Regions from separate parts of the Mus musculus genome. Here region 1 is linked to region 2. A link is a contact called in public ChIA-PET data. All regions are on one chromosome and are shown on one strand. The core of a region is the stretch at or near the end of the contact, and the rest is flanking DNA. Distances in the headings are between cores, read along the strand shown. Region 1 holds the start of Tex30 (testis expressed 30). Region 2 overlaps Nck2 (non-catalytic region of tyrosine kinase adaptor protein 2).

Region 1 (6,692 bases), core at 3,170-5,669, 640 kb before region 2:
CTATGAGCAGAAGAAATAGGCGAGTTTGGGTCCTTGATTCTGGTGAGTGCTCTGATTCAAACAGGCCTCCAAAAGCAAAACAAAACTCAGCCAATTGTGGTGGTTCATGCCTATAATCCTAGCACTTCAGAGGTTAAGACAAGAAGATTCTGTGAGTTCAAGGCCAGTCTGAGCTACATAGTAAGTTGGAAGACAATAAGACTCTGTTTTAAAATGCAAATGACTCTGTCTGTTTTAAGCTCTTTTTCTTTTGGAATAACTACTCATTGAGTCTCAGTCAAACCTCATTCTAATAAAACATGCTAGAGCTGCCTTTATCTGGCCTCTGCCTCTGTTGGTAGTCAAACCTATTACCACTTATTACAAATCCTGTCACCGCCCACCCAATGCTCGTTTCCCTCCGGCCCTGGTATTTGTTTTTCCCTTTTTCTGGAAGTCAGGATCGACTCTACTTTCTCTAGCTCCTTTCAGGAATGTAACACCTCTGATTCTTTATATTATGTAGTCGCCATACTTTGCAGTAGTTCCCTGTAGACTCTCCCCTAATCCTCAGTCCTTAAGCATCTTGATTACAAAGATGATTCTTTTGGGGTCTAACAGGTTTCCCTGATTGTGGAAGGGACAACAAATTTTAATGGGTCAATAAAATGACAATTAGCTTGAAAATGCAATTAAAGAACTAGCTAGGGGCCAGGCATGCTAGTCCATGAGTCCCACCACTGAAGTTTCTCCTCCAGTTAGATAAAGCTCACACACAACAGTCAACCTACTTTACTCCAAGTTCACTGATTTTAATGTTAATCTCTTTGAAAAATACCCTGACTGAAACATCCAAGATGTTTGACCTTATGTTGGGGATGGCCCAACCAAGTGAACCATTACTAATGGGGATTCATACAATAAATGTTGAACACATAATATGCATTCAGTTATATAATACCAAGCTCCAATAAAAGAGCTTTAAATAGCCACTGGTTGGGTTTTTTTGGTTTTGTTTTGTTTTGTTTTGTTTTTCAGATATCTACTGGAACTGTTCATATTTTCTTTTTCTGTTTTTGTTGCATTCATTTACAGTGAATTGTACTAATGACGTTTTAATTTTGAAGCAATGTAAAAAGCCATGCAAATTACGTATTATTTATTTGGTCATGGCTGAATTGTTATAGTAATTGATTCAGACATTCACTGTTTTGTTTTTGGTTTTGGTTTTTTGCAAGTTTTACTTCTTCAGAATTTTATGCAATGTGGTCATTTAATAACTTATGTTGTATTTTTCTTTTTCTTTCTTTCTTTTTTTTTTCTTTGACATGGTCTTACTAGGTAATCGTGGTTGACCTGGAACTCTCTATGTAGAGCAGTCTGGCTTCAAACTCATAGAGTTCTACCTGCCCCTGCCTTCTGAGTGCTGGGATTAAAGGAGTAGACCACCATACCAGGCCTTGATTTAGGACATTTTAAACTACAACCCAAATCTGGCCCACCATCCATGTTTGTACAACCTTGAGACTAAGAATAATATTAGCATTTTAAGTGGTTGAAATCATCAGTACACATATGTCTTAGTCAGGGTTTCAATTCCTGCACAAACATCATGACCAAGAAGCAAGTTGGGGAGGAAAGGATTTATTCGGCTTACACTTCGGCTTACACTTCCATACTGCTGTTCATCACCAAGGAAGTCAGGACTGGAACTCAAAAAGTCAGGAAGCAGGAGTTGATGCAGAGGCCATGGAGGGATGTTCCTTACTGGCTTGCTTCCCCTGGCTTGCTTAGCCTGCTCTCTTATAGAACCAAGACTACCAGCCCAGAGATGGTCCCACCCACAAAGGGCCTTTCCCCCTTGATCACTAATTGAGAAAATACCCCACAGCTGGATCTCATGGAGGTACTTCCCCAACTGAAGCTCCTTTCTCTGTGATAACCCCAGCCTGCATCAAGTTGACACATAAAACCAGCCAGTACAACATAGAACTCAAATTTTGGTTCATAAATAACGGTTTTATATTAGTTTCCTATTACTATCCTATTCCTATAAGTATCACATACTTAGTCCTCTAAAACAATAAAAATGTGTTGTTACAATCCTAGAAGTCACAATCTGAAATGTTTCCCTGGGTTAATTAATATTAAGACATTTAGCAGGGCTGAATCCTTCTGATGTATGGGGTGGGGGTTTCCTAGCCTCTTTTTTTTCTTCTTCTTCTAATGGGGCATTCTTAACATTTCTTGCCTTGAGAACCCTCTCTCCATCTTCCTAGCCTTCAGCTTAATCTCTTAAAATCTCCCTCTGCTTCTCTCTCAAAAGCACCACTGTCTTATCTGAACACTGTAGCAATATGATTCACAATAAGCCAAATGTTCACAAACTAGTAAACGGATACATAAAACTGTTTAATAGGATTCAGTGATAGGAATTATTTGAGAAGAAGAAGCAGGGTACACTTACACATTCCAAGTGCAAGGTGACAGATCAAAGATCTCATTCTGTGACTCCATTCAATAGTCACAAATCATATTGGTGGGTGTCTGGTGTGAAAGGTAAGAGAGGGAATGGTAAGTTTCCTCTAGAAATGATAAGATGCCCTTAGAATTTGATGATAGCTGCAAATGAGTGTACAATTACTGGAAATTGAAACTTAGGACAGGTAAATAAAGCATAGAAAAGGTATCAGACCTGAGCTGGCAATGTGTTAGTGGTAGAGCGGACAGTGGCAGTACGGACTCCATTAAGGGACAGATCACACCATAAGCACACCCACGTCTAGAGGTCACCTTGATTATGTCATTGGTTGGTTAGTCGGGTTTGTTGTTTTCATGTTTTTCTGCAGGAATCTTGTGAATGATACAATGTAAACTGTTTCCATTCTTGCAAGAATTGGTGACCATAAACTGTTTCATGGTATGTTCACTGTCTACTCAGAGTATGTACCATTCCTATGCTCATAAAAATAACTCCAAAATTCCATTTGTTGGCTCCGTTTTTTGTTTTGTTTTGTTTTTGTCTGTCTTTTTAAAAATCACTTGCTCATTTGCCATAAAAAGGCCTGTTTCTGGTCTGGGCTGCTTTTATTCTCCTACTACTGAGGAGAGTTTAAGTCTTGTCTGGCTGTAAGAGTAAAATTTTTCCCTTGCAACATCTCAGTGTTGGCTCCTGGTTTTTGACACTGTAACACACTCAAGAACCCAAAGAAGAGAGGAGAGAGTCTGGGGAAGAAAACGGGCAGAGGAGGGAAAGAAGGAAGACAGGTTAACAGACAATAAGGAAGTGTTAATTTAAAAATGTTAAGACTGTAACTTGAGAAAGCACTTGTCATAAATGGCTTTCCCTTAGTTGTTTCTTAATATGTACTGTGTCAGAAGAGGGCAGGTAACCAAGTGCATAAGGGGGATTTAATTCATTTAGTAAACATTTGCCACGTGTTATCCTAATCAGGAGAGTCAGTCAAATAAATACACACACACACACACACACACACACACACACACACACACTCCTTAAGGAAAAAGACAAAAAGGACATGTAGATGAAGTCCTAAGTAAAAGCTGCAATCTGAGGAACTGGAAGAGTCAAACCTCTGCAGTTGGGCTTGCTTGGTAGGTTTGGGGTGAAGTGGCAAAGCCCCTGAAAGAACAGGAGGAAATTCTGATTATTTGGCTCTAAAGAGGAAGGTACGAAGTCTTTGGGTGGGACTGAGTGGATGGGTCCTATATACCCTCAGGGTTATCCAAATGAAGTGATGGGCACAAGGATGCTAGCAACCCACCCTTCTGATGACCGGTAGACAAAGCAGGCAATGGTAATGTGGGAGGCTTAACCTAGCCTGGCGCACAGGGAATTACGAGGTCAAGTCGCCAAAAAATAAAAATACTTTAGGTGAATGGATAGATAGATGATTGATAAATGAGAGAGAGAGAGAGAGAGAGAGAGAGAGAGAGAGGAGAGAGAGAGAGAGAGAGAGAGAGAGAGAGAGAGAGAGAGAGAGAGAGAGAGAGAGAGAGAGAGAGAGAGAGAGAGAGAGAGAGAGAGAGAGAGAGAGAGAGAATGAGAGAATTTTAAGTGCAAGATTTTGTTTTGGGCCGCATGCATAGCTGTCCTATGCCCGCGAGGTACTGAATCGTACCCGCCTGAAATGCAAAGGGATAAAGAATTCACGGCGGGATGTGAGGAAAGAAGTTGTCAGGGTTGACTCCGTGTCTTCCGATGGGCTGATCAGACCGGAAGAAGCCAAGGCAGCGACAAGAAAATCCTTTCCCGCGCTCGGCTCGGCGGTCCCAGCATACAGACTCCGGCTTCAGGAGTCCAGCCTCCAGGCGCCCGCGAGGGGCGTGGCCGAGCTAAAAGCCGGCAGAAAACTCTCTTTCCCGGCGAGCCTCGCGGCGCGCCCCACGAGCCCCGGGCGAAGCCTGCGTGCGCCAGCGCAGTAGCGGGCCGCGCTGACGGGGGCGGCGAGGCGGTCGCTTCGAGCGTGTTAGTTCGCTCCCTGAAGAGAGTGAGGGCGGTTGGGCGCTGGCGGTCACTCGTGCGTTCGCTGGTAAGCGCGGCGGCGGGAAGTGGAGGCAGCGGTGGTGAGGCCGGCCGGCAGCTCCTCGGGGGCTGCTGCTCTCCTCCGCCCGAGGCGTCCGTGGAAGCCAAGCGCTCCCGGCCGGCAGCCGCCGACGGTCTGTTTTGCCGAGGAGGGTGGACACGGGTTTAGGACGACGGGCAGGTGGAGCCGGGCCGCGGCGACTCTCACGAGCTGTTGGGGGTGACGGGAGCTAAGCCTCCTCCCAGACGGGCCCGGGACGCGCGCGTTCGTTAAGCGAATAAACGACGGTTCCCGTCGACCTCTAACCTCGGGTTTGGAATTTTTTTTTTTTTTTTTTTTTTTTGGTCGTATGGTTGGTCGACCCCGGCGATCCTAGAACTCACAGTTTTGTTCGCGCGGTGACAGCCTAGGTAGTGCTGCAGACGGAACAGACAGTGAGTAAATGTTTATTTTTTTTTAAACTGGAAGTCGGGTGGCCGTGGCGTTTGGGGAGCTTAGTGGAAGCTAACTACCAGAAAATAACTACCTTGTGAGTGTGAGTAGCCCCTCCCCCCTAAACTGTTGGCTTGATTGTCCAGGACGTTTGAACCCCGTACCGCATCAGCTATATTTGTTTTGTGTCACAGTCGTCACCTTGTTTCTACCGGGTTGGTGGGTTGGTGCAGTGTTCTCCCTCTGCTGTGGGGCGACACTGAGGCTGAGCCAGGCTTCCGTCCTCCCTTATCTAAAGCGTGGGGGGGGGGGGGGGGGCGGAGATAACAGTCGCTTCGAGCGCTTACCATATGGGACGTTTTCGGTGTTGCTGAAGCAGTCTAGAACAAGTTCATAATGAAGTCTGGAGGAAAGCCGTTTTCCTTAAAATCACAGGTTAGTCTGGAAGAGCTTCCCAGGTTGATATTAACTTAAAAACATGTATCTAAGTGTACTGTTTTTCTGAAATCCCATTAAAGTGACAGGAAAGAGTTCTTTATGGGGTTGGTTGGTTGTTTTGTGTTTAGTTTTGTTATTGTTTGTTTTGTTCTGTTTTTGAGACAGGGTCTTGCCCAGTCTGGTCTCAAATTTGCAGATTCTCCTTTCTGCCTTTCAAATCCTGAGATTATAGTCAGGCCCCACCCAACCTGGCTTTTGCGAGGGTGGGGGGGTAGTCACTGGGAAAGACACCTTGGAGATATTAACAGTTGAATAATGAACTCTTAAAAAGCAGTGGTTAAACCAACGGGGGGGGGGGGAATCTATAAAACTAGTCTGAATTAATAAAAGCCTTCAGATCACACAAAAACTGGCAGTTCTTGATATATTTGGAACTGGAAGGGGAAGTGCATTGATGTGGATAGAGGTGCAAGACTAATATGTTAGTTTAAGTCTTTTTAAGGAGCAGTAGGGTATTTCCATTAGTTTCCCCATTTCACTCTCTTGAGTGATTGTGTTCCCCAAGTTTAAAAGACTAGAAAGAGCACAGAGGAGAAAGAAGAGAAGAAAAAAGAAAAAAATTAGAGGCTTATTTTGACAAAGGTTTTTTTTTTTAAATATATTCTTCGAATCTTTTGCGCTTTGAACCATGTTACTGTTACCTACTGAATAAACAAATGTCCATGCACATGGATGATAATGGAAATTCTCGTGCCAGTGATATGCTGAAAAATGAAAGCTCTCACAATAAAAGGGGATCTCAGAAATTATAGTAGCTCTCAGTGCTTCCAGCCCTTCAGGTCAGTTGTGACTTAGACTGCGCTCCAGGCTTTAATTTGGCTTTAAGTTTTCTCAGACTATCTTCATTATAGGATTCTGGCTGAAAATGAAAAAAAAAATCCCGGGATAGATTTTCTCTGTGGTTCAGGGTGAAAAATCAGTTCGAAATTTCTAGAAATCTGCCATAGCTTAACTCAAAAGTAGAAGTTTGAAATGTTTTGGTAGCCAAACCCAGAGTCGATAGGATCACATGACAAGGACTATTGTTATATGAAGGAGAGAAAAATGGAATGATTGATTTAATAGCTTCAGGGAAAATAATTAAAAATTGTTGAGATTGTATCAAAAAAGGAATAACAAAGGAACTTATTTAGTAGAAATTAAGTTGGGCTGGTTAAGAATGGAGATTCTTATAAATATATTCCAAATATATTTTTAAAAGGTATAGCATCTTGTTTTGGAATGAACTACTTTAAG
Region 2 (6,646 bases), core at 184-2,683:
TACCACCATGCCTGGCCAGGGTGTGTTCTAATACGGCTGATCACACAAAAGGTAGCGGGACAGATTCAGTCCAGGGGCTATTTGCCAAGCACTGTTCTACACATTCAGAAAGAGATATTCCTAAATGTGTCTTATCAGCGCACCAAGCTAGAACATCTACAAAAATACCTTCCACAAAACAGCAGTTAAGCTATTGTGGAAACAAGGCTAAATGAAAAAAATAAAGTCCTACCGAGTTAACTCAATGTCAACTTCTAAGCTTTTATTGTCCATCACGAGCAGACTATGCTGGCAGTTGCCCTACAGTAACAACTGAATGGGAAGTTACATTAATACATTTCTCTACTTTTTAAATGGGGTTGCCTACAGTGGCTCAACAACAATAAATATGACACCACTAAAGTAAAAGGGATCTAATGAAAGGAACAGACAGGACTCCACAATCAAACACTCCAGGCTTCCTCTTTCTAGAGAGAGGAAGGTGAGCACGACCGTTCAGCATTGGTAGGTGAGAGTGGACTTCACCCACACAGAATCCCTGCAATGGCAAAGCGCACAGAGGGAATAAAACCCCCGCAGGCCCTCTAAACACAGACACAAGGTTTGTGGATGGAATTATGCTCAGTCAGCACCAGAAGCAGCAGCCCCTGGTTCCGTGTGCTGCTGAGCACCATCCACCTCACACAGCGACCTATGTGCACCTATGTGCAACCCACATGGAAGGAGTTAAAGGACAGCAGGCTTCTGAGACCAACACTTCCCTCCACTCCTGAGTCTGACCAACAGTATGCATCCAAAAACAGAAACAAAAAACCCCTGAAAACAAAGGCACTAGTCTATCATTATACTAACTTGTAGACATTAAAACTAGTAATAAATCTAACAGACCTCATTACAGAAGGCAACAGAATGCAGGGCCTGAAACCTATGAGGGAGCAGAGGCAGGGTGTGTGGATGCAAGCACAGTCTGCAGAAGCCCATCCCTGGGTTCCTAGCACAGGCCACAGTGTAGATGGGCTCTGGGAAGGGAAAAGAGCCCTCAGAGAGCAAGGTATCTATGGCAGGTTAAAACAGACCAAGTTCTCCTACTCCTTCCAGTGCCTCCAGGACCACGCCCTCAGCACACACAGTTCCCAGCTGGAAGGCCTGCACACCTTCTGTGCCCCTCAAGCTGCGAGTGCTGCGGCATTTCACACCCACTGGTTCAAACTGGCCCTCACCTCCAACATCTCCTCTTCACCCTTTTGCTAAAAAAAAAAAAAAAAAAGGTACCCCGTAAAGTAATTTTCTGCACTCTTGAAAAAATTAGGGGAAACACCATAAAAACCTCACGGAGAACGAGAATAGTAATTTTGAAGAGTCATGCTTGGTAGCAAATGCTGACCAAGAAGTAATAAAAATAGGCCACTCTGGTATCCTGTATTAGTCACCTGACACTGCGTAATAAACAGTACACGTGTAGCAGCTGAAAATACACAGCCTACTACTAAGCTCTGTGAGTCTGGAGTCTGGGCCTGCCACATCCAATACACATGCCTACAAAGACACCCAGTCAAAACATGTCTTCTTCTAAAACGTACAATCTAAATAGTACCTCTGGTAGGCTATCTGCCTGTTTCAGGCATGACAAGCTGACGGAAAATACAATAATGTGCCACATAATGAAATTTCAGTCACTGACAAATCACGTAAGTTACAGTGGTTCTTAGGGGACACTGGAACACAAACATCCTACAGACTGGTAATGTCACAGCCACCCTGGCACTGATGCTCATGGAACCGACTGTGCCACATATGTAAATGCATGTGCAATTGTATGCAGGACATTACACTTGATGATAAATGACTGCTCATAGCACACACACACATACACACACACACAAACTATAACCCCTCTGCTGTCTTAAATACTTGGAGCTTACTGTGTCTCCTGATTGCCTCATGTTCTCTTGTGCTTAATTTAATCTTGTACAGCTGTCATCATGACTACAAACAAGAGAATGAACACACACATACATACATACATCCAGACCTTCCAGGTGTGTAACATGGCTGTCTGGTATTCCTGTACCATTTAGGTTTGTGACATGAATCACATGACAGATTTCTCAAGCACACCCCCACCATTAGATGATGTTTGTGTGTAGCAAATGGGTTACTAAACAAAGGAATACCCAGGCCTCTCTTTCATCTGGCCACTGACTAAAAGCATAATAATCCAACTCTACCATTTACCCTGTGCCCCAAATATGGCTCCAATGAACAACCTACCAAGAGCAACAGTCACTCTTAAAAGGACATGCCAAGGCTAAGAGTGTTTCATCTGTTGTCAGGAAGTCCCTTCAAAGGGAGAGATGTATGTGTTGAGAAGATTGTACAGTTATACACAGTGGCCACAAAAACAGAGGCTGCAAACATGAAGCTGAGAACAGGAAGTCTGCAAGATGGGGAGGAGTCTTCTTCACAACTGTCTTAAGGAGTCTGTTCTGCTCATTTTAGCAAGACATGAATTTATAAAATTAGAACAATAAAGAGATACACTCAATAAAGAAGAATAAAGTTACTGTGTCATCCTTACTATTCAAAGGCATCCATACCACAGAAAGAAAATAAATAAAAAGTGCCAAAAAACTGTGTCTCAGAAATCAAGGTCTCGGGCTAGGGGTGTGGTTCAGTGGTAGAGCTCTTGCCTAGCATACCTGGGGCCCTCATAAATAAATCTCTAAGTAAGCAAGTAAGAAAGGAGGAAAGGAGGAAAAGAAAGGGGATGGATCTGGGTCTCAATAAAATACTTGGAGCTCTGTTTGCACCTACAGATCTTTTTGCCTGGCAAAGCCGCCAGCTTCTCTTTAGACAACCAGAACTGGTTTCCTTCCCAGACAGACAGGATTGGCTATCAGATTCTGAGGCAGCTTCACAGTGCTTTGGGCTTGAACCCTGAAGCAGCAGCCCTGGGAGGGCAGCCACAGCTAAGGGAGCTCGTCCACTCAAACTGCATGGCTAAAATAATTATGGATGTCTACCACACACCGCCCATTAATCTGGAGAATGAACATGCAACACACCTAGGAATCGTGACTGTGGCCAATGCCAAGCCAAGCACCATGGCAGAGGCGTGCAAATAGAGCACACCCACAGGAAAATGCTCCAAAGTAAAGCTGCCAAGACTAGCAATTGGATAAATTGCTTAGCTTCTTCAAACCAGCCACTTCATCTGTTAAACAAGGACAAGGGCAGCCTTGTAAGGTTGTAGAGAGAATCAAATTAGACAACAGGTATGAAATGCTCAGCCCTGTTAAGTACTCAATAAATATCAGCGCCTGCTGCCGTGGCCGTGGTGCTTTGAGAGCGCACCTCTGAGGCATCGCTAAAGGGAGTTTCTCACCCCTGGTATTTACAGTGCTGCACCCACAGAAGCCCAATGCAAGCAATGTGTGTGCCAAGTCTTATCACTGAATTTTCACAGCATTTTTCTTTAAACACAGGTCAAAAGCTCCAAGGGCTGCTTTGCCTCAGAACACCAGAGAGCCAAAAAACCTTAAGGCGTGAGATCTTCTAAAGATACTGACATTTTTTCTGTTCCTAGACGTCATCACAAGGCTGTAAAGGCCCAATCCAACTGCCAAAACATTATAAAATAACCTCTTAAACCAAACAAATGTACATTAGTGTTTTTAGCCAAGAAACAGTATATAATTTCCTACTATGAATTAATTCTTTATTTATAAAAACAATAATGGAGCTTTTTATAACTTAAATAAATTGTTTTTAGATTTTCCCCCCCTTGGAGAACATATTTTATGTTATCTACCTGAAGGTAGGTAACACATTGCAAGGCTGGGAAGAGTTCTGTTAGGTAACAAAATTGAGCTACTTTCCTGCAAGGCCTAGGCAGACGGCCTCTGGCCGGTGGCAAGGACATCATCAGAAGGCAGGATTATGTTTGTTCCAGCCAGGTCTGTCTTTCTATGCCGTGTGCCCTTTCTCTACAGGCACATTACTGAGGCCTGGAGACTTTTTCAAGAACCTTCTGGGTTTTAAATGGTTTTGGTTTTAGGCAATTTTAATATCGTAAGTTACTAACTCAATATTCCAAACTAATTTTGAGATATGGTCACAGGTCACCTCAGGCGGGGCATCTTTATGCACACAATGACCAGCAAGATCGAGTGGCAGGTCTAACAGGAAATCAAAGGAAAGCGGAAAGGAATCTGCCTTCGCCTGCAGCATGCAGCCACGGTGGAACCACATGGAAATTCCTGTTATTTCTCTGGTCATTGCAAAGGGTATGGACTGTGCCACTAAAGTCACGCTTAAAGGAAATACTATATATGAACTAAAAGCTGGTCAGAATAAAAATGCCTGGTTTGGGTTTCTGTTTTGATCACAAGTCCACAAACCCCTGTGAAGTTATCAGCAGACGGGTGTGGATAGGATAAGTCTTCTCTAAGAAATAATTCTGAACTCTATACAATATCAGCTCCAACTCCCATTTTAACAAACCTTTAGATCTCAAACTGGGGGCTGAAGCAGAGATTAAGTCCCTTTTCAGAGAAGAGAGTTCCTGATTTGCCGTGGCTGTAAGTAGGGAAGGCAGATTCGAGATGATTCATAAGTATTGGCCAAGCTTGCGATCTGACACTTGCCCAGTAAGTCCTGGAGCCGACACCCTCAGGCCAGGCCTCCCTCAGTTTGAAGAATCAGCAGAAACCCCTGGCTCACTCCCCACTCTCACAGGCATCTTTCCAGTCACCAGCCTTGTGACAGGAAAGCCCAAGACAGCCCTGAATGTTCCCCAGCCCCATAAATGTCATGGAGTCAAGTGGTATCCACACAAAGCCACTGAAATTCATATCTGTCATCTCTAACTAGTAGTAATCTTTCTTTAAGAAGAACACCAGACAGAACTAGGTATGATAGCCCATGCCTTTAATCCCAGCACTTGGGAGGCAGAGGCAGGCAAACTTCAAGTTCAAGTCTTAGCTACATAACTGGCCTGGGCTGCCTAGAAAGACCTTGTTTCAAATAATAAATAAATAAAATAATAACTAAATAAGTAACAGCAGAAATGTAGCTAGATACAGTGGTGTGTACCTGTAATTTTAGTACTTCTGAAGATCACTTGAGACCAGGAGTTTGAATCCTGTGCTAGTAAATCAGTGAGATCCTATTTAAAACATAAAGTAAGACCCTCCCCCGCCCCCCCAATTCTCTCTCGCTCTCTCGCTCCGTGTGTGTGTGTGTGTGTGTGTGTGTGTGTGTGTATGCAGACCAAAATGGACATCAGCTACAACAGAGGCACAGATTGAAAAGACTGCAAGTTCAAAAACATTGTTGAATTTATATTTAGTCATTTTAATACACAAATACAGCATCATAAGTTATAGTCACATAAAGGGATACAATGAAGCTCTGTAACCTATGTAATTTCGGAGATGCAGAAGACTAAGTTGTTTCCTGGCCTCACACTCAAATGATACCACTACAAGTCTCCCTTCCTTGGCCCAGACCTTTCTATAGAAGGTCTCGGAACTGTCATTCATTTCTTCCTCTACCGCAAACCTGAAACCATCAAACTGAGAAGTGAAGCTATCTAGAAAGAAGGGGCATAGGCTCATATAAAGGGAGTCAGACCAAGATGGTAGAAACTGGGGGGCGGGGTGGGCACTTACTCAGGGTTTCTATTGCTGCAACGAAACACCGTGACTAAAGAACGAGCTGGGAGGAAAGGGTTTGTTTGGCTTACACTTCTGTATCACTGCTCATCACTGAAGGAAGGCGGGGCAAGAACTCAAACAGGAACAAACTGGAAGCAGGAACGTATGCAAAGGCCATGGAAGGGTGCTGCTTACTGGCTTGCTCATCGTCTGTGGTTATAGAACACAAGACCACCAGCCCAGGGATAGCATCCCCCACAATAGGCTCTGCCCTCCCCATTTACAGCTGGATCTCATGAAAGCTTTGTCTCTGTTGAGATTCCCTCCTTTTGGATAACTCCAATTTGTGTGTCAAACTGGCCTAAGACTAGCCAGCACACGCTGTGAGAATAAAAGCCCCTGCCTGGAGCTTAAGGATTCAGAGCATAGAGCAGCACAGGGCCTCCACACAAGCCAAGTCAGGAGAAGGGCTCAGATTCTAATCCATAGCAGAGGCCCTTAACTTCCCATACAGATCAGAATCACCTGGGAAACTCGTCTCAACAGGTTTCTGACCAATTTGTCCCAGGAGAAAAAGTCATTAAGTGCAAAGCAGGCCCTGAGAATGTATTTTTCTCCATATCCCAAAACCACATTCTAGAAATATGCTGAAGAACCACCCTATCGCCTCCTCCACCACAGTGCCAAGGAGCCATGTTGCCATGCCTTCTATGGCCTCTGAAATTGTCTCCTGCAGGCTGAACGTCATCATCTCCTATGAAGAGTTCCGAGTAGCTACTGTAGAAACAACCGCTCTGGGCTGGAGAGATGACTCGGTGGTTAAGAACACGGATGGCTCTTCCAGAGGTCCTGAGTTCAATTTCCAACAACCACATGATGGCTTACAACCATCTGTAATGGGGTCTGATGCCCTCTTCTGGTGTGTCTGGAGAGCAATGGTGATACATTAAATAAATAAACAAATCTTTAAAAGAAGGAAACAACCATTC

What was found. ChIA-PET counts read pairs in DNA pulled down with a chosen protein or histone mark.
Region 1: an RNA polymerase II ChIA-PET map of memory CD8 T cells shows a contact between it and region 2, with 29 read pairs. The contact joins the promoter of Tex30 here to the enhancer-like site in region 2. A contact is called at or near these places in 1 of 39 promoter capture datasets (the C10 cell line), 1 of 484 Hi-C or Micro-C datasets (CD8 T cells), 3 of 115 datasets of contacts at active chromatin or transcription factors (astrocytes, memory CD8 T cells and pancreatic cancer cells) and 2 of 9 other capture datasets (adipose tissue and liver).

What each region holds. Positions count from the first base shown.
Region 1 is chr1:44,100,168-44,106,859 of GRCm38.p6, reverse strand. It overlaps Tex30 (testis expressed 30), which reads left to right and starts at 4,419. Exons shown (of 6, transcript NM_001356297.1): 1 at 4,419-4,532. It overlaps Poglut2 (protein O-glucosyltransferase 2), which reads left to right. Exons shown (of 10, transcript NM_023645.3): 10 at 1-314.
Region 2 is chr1:43,460,893-43,467,538 of GRCm38.p6, reverse strand. All of the region lies in intron 1 of Nck2 (non-catalytic region of tyrosine kinase adaptor protein 2), which reads right to left. Among named protein-coding and RNA genes, the nearest start is that of Nck2, 18 kb to the right of the region's middle. Within about 2 kb of position 1,433, at least 84 of the 459 cell types and tissues checked have an H3K27ac peak or open chromatin away from gene starts, as enhancers often do. A contact at or near this core is called in CD8 T cells, adipose tissue, memory CD8 T cells and 1 more, where this site is marked.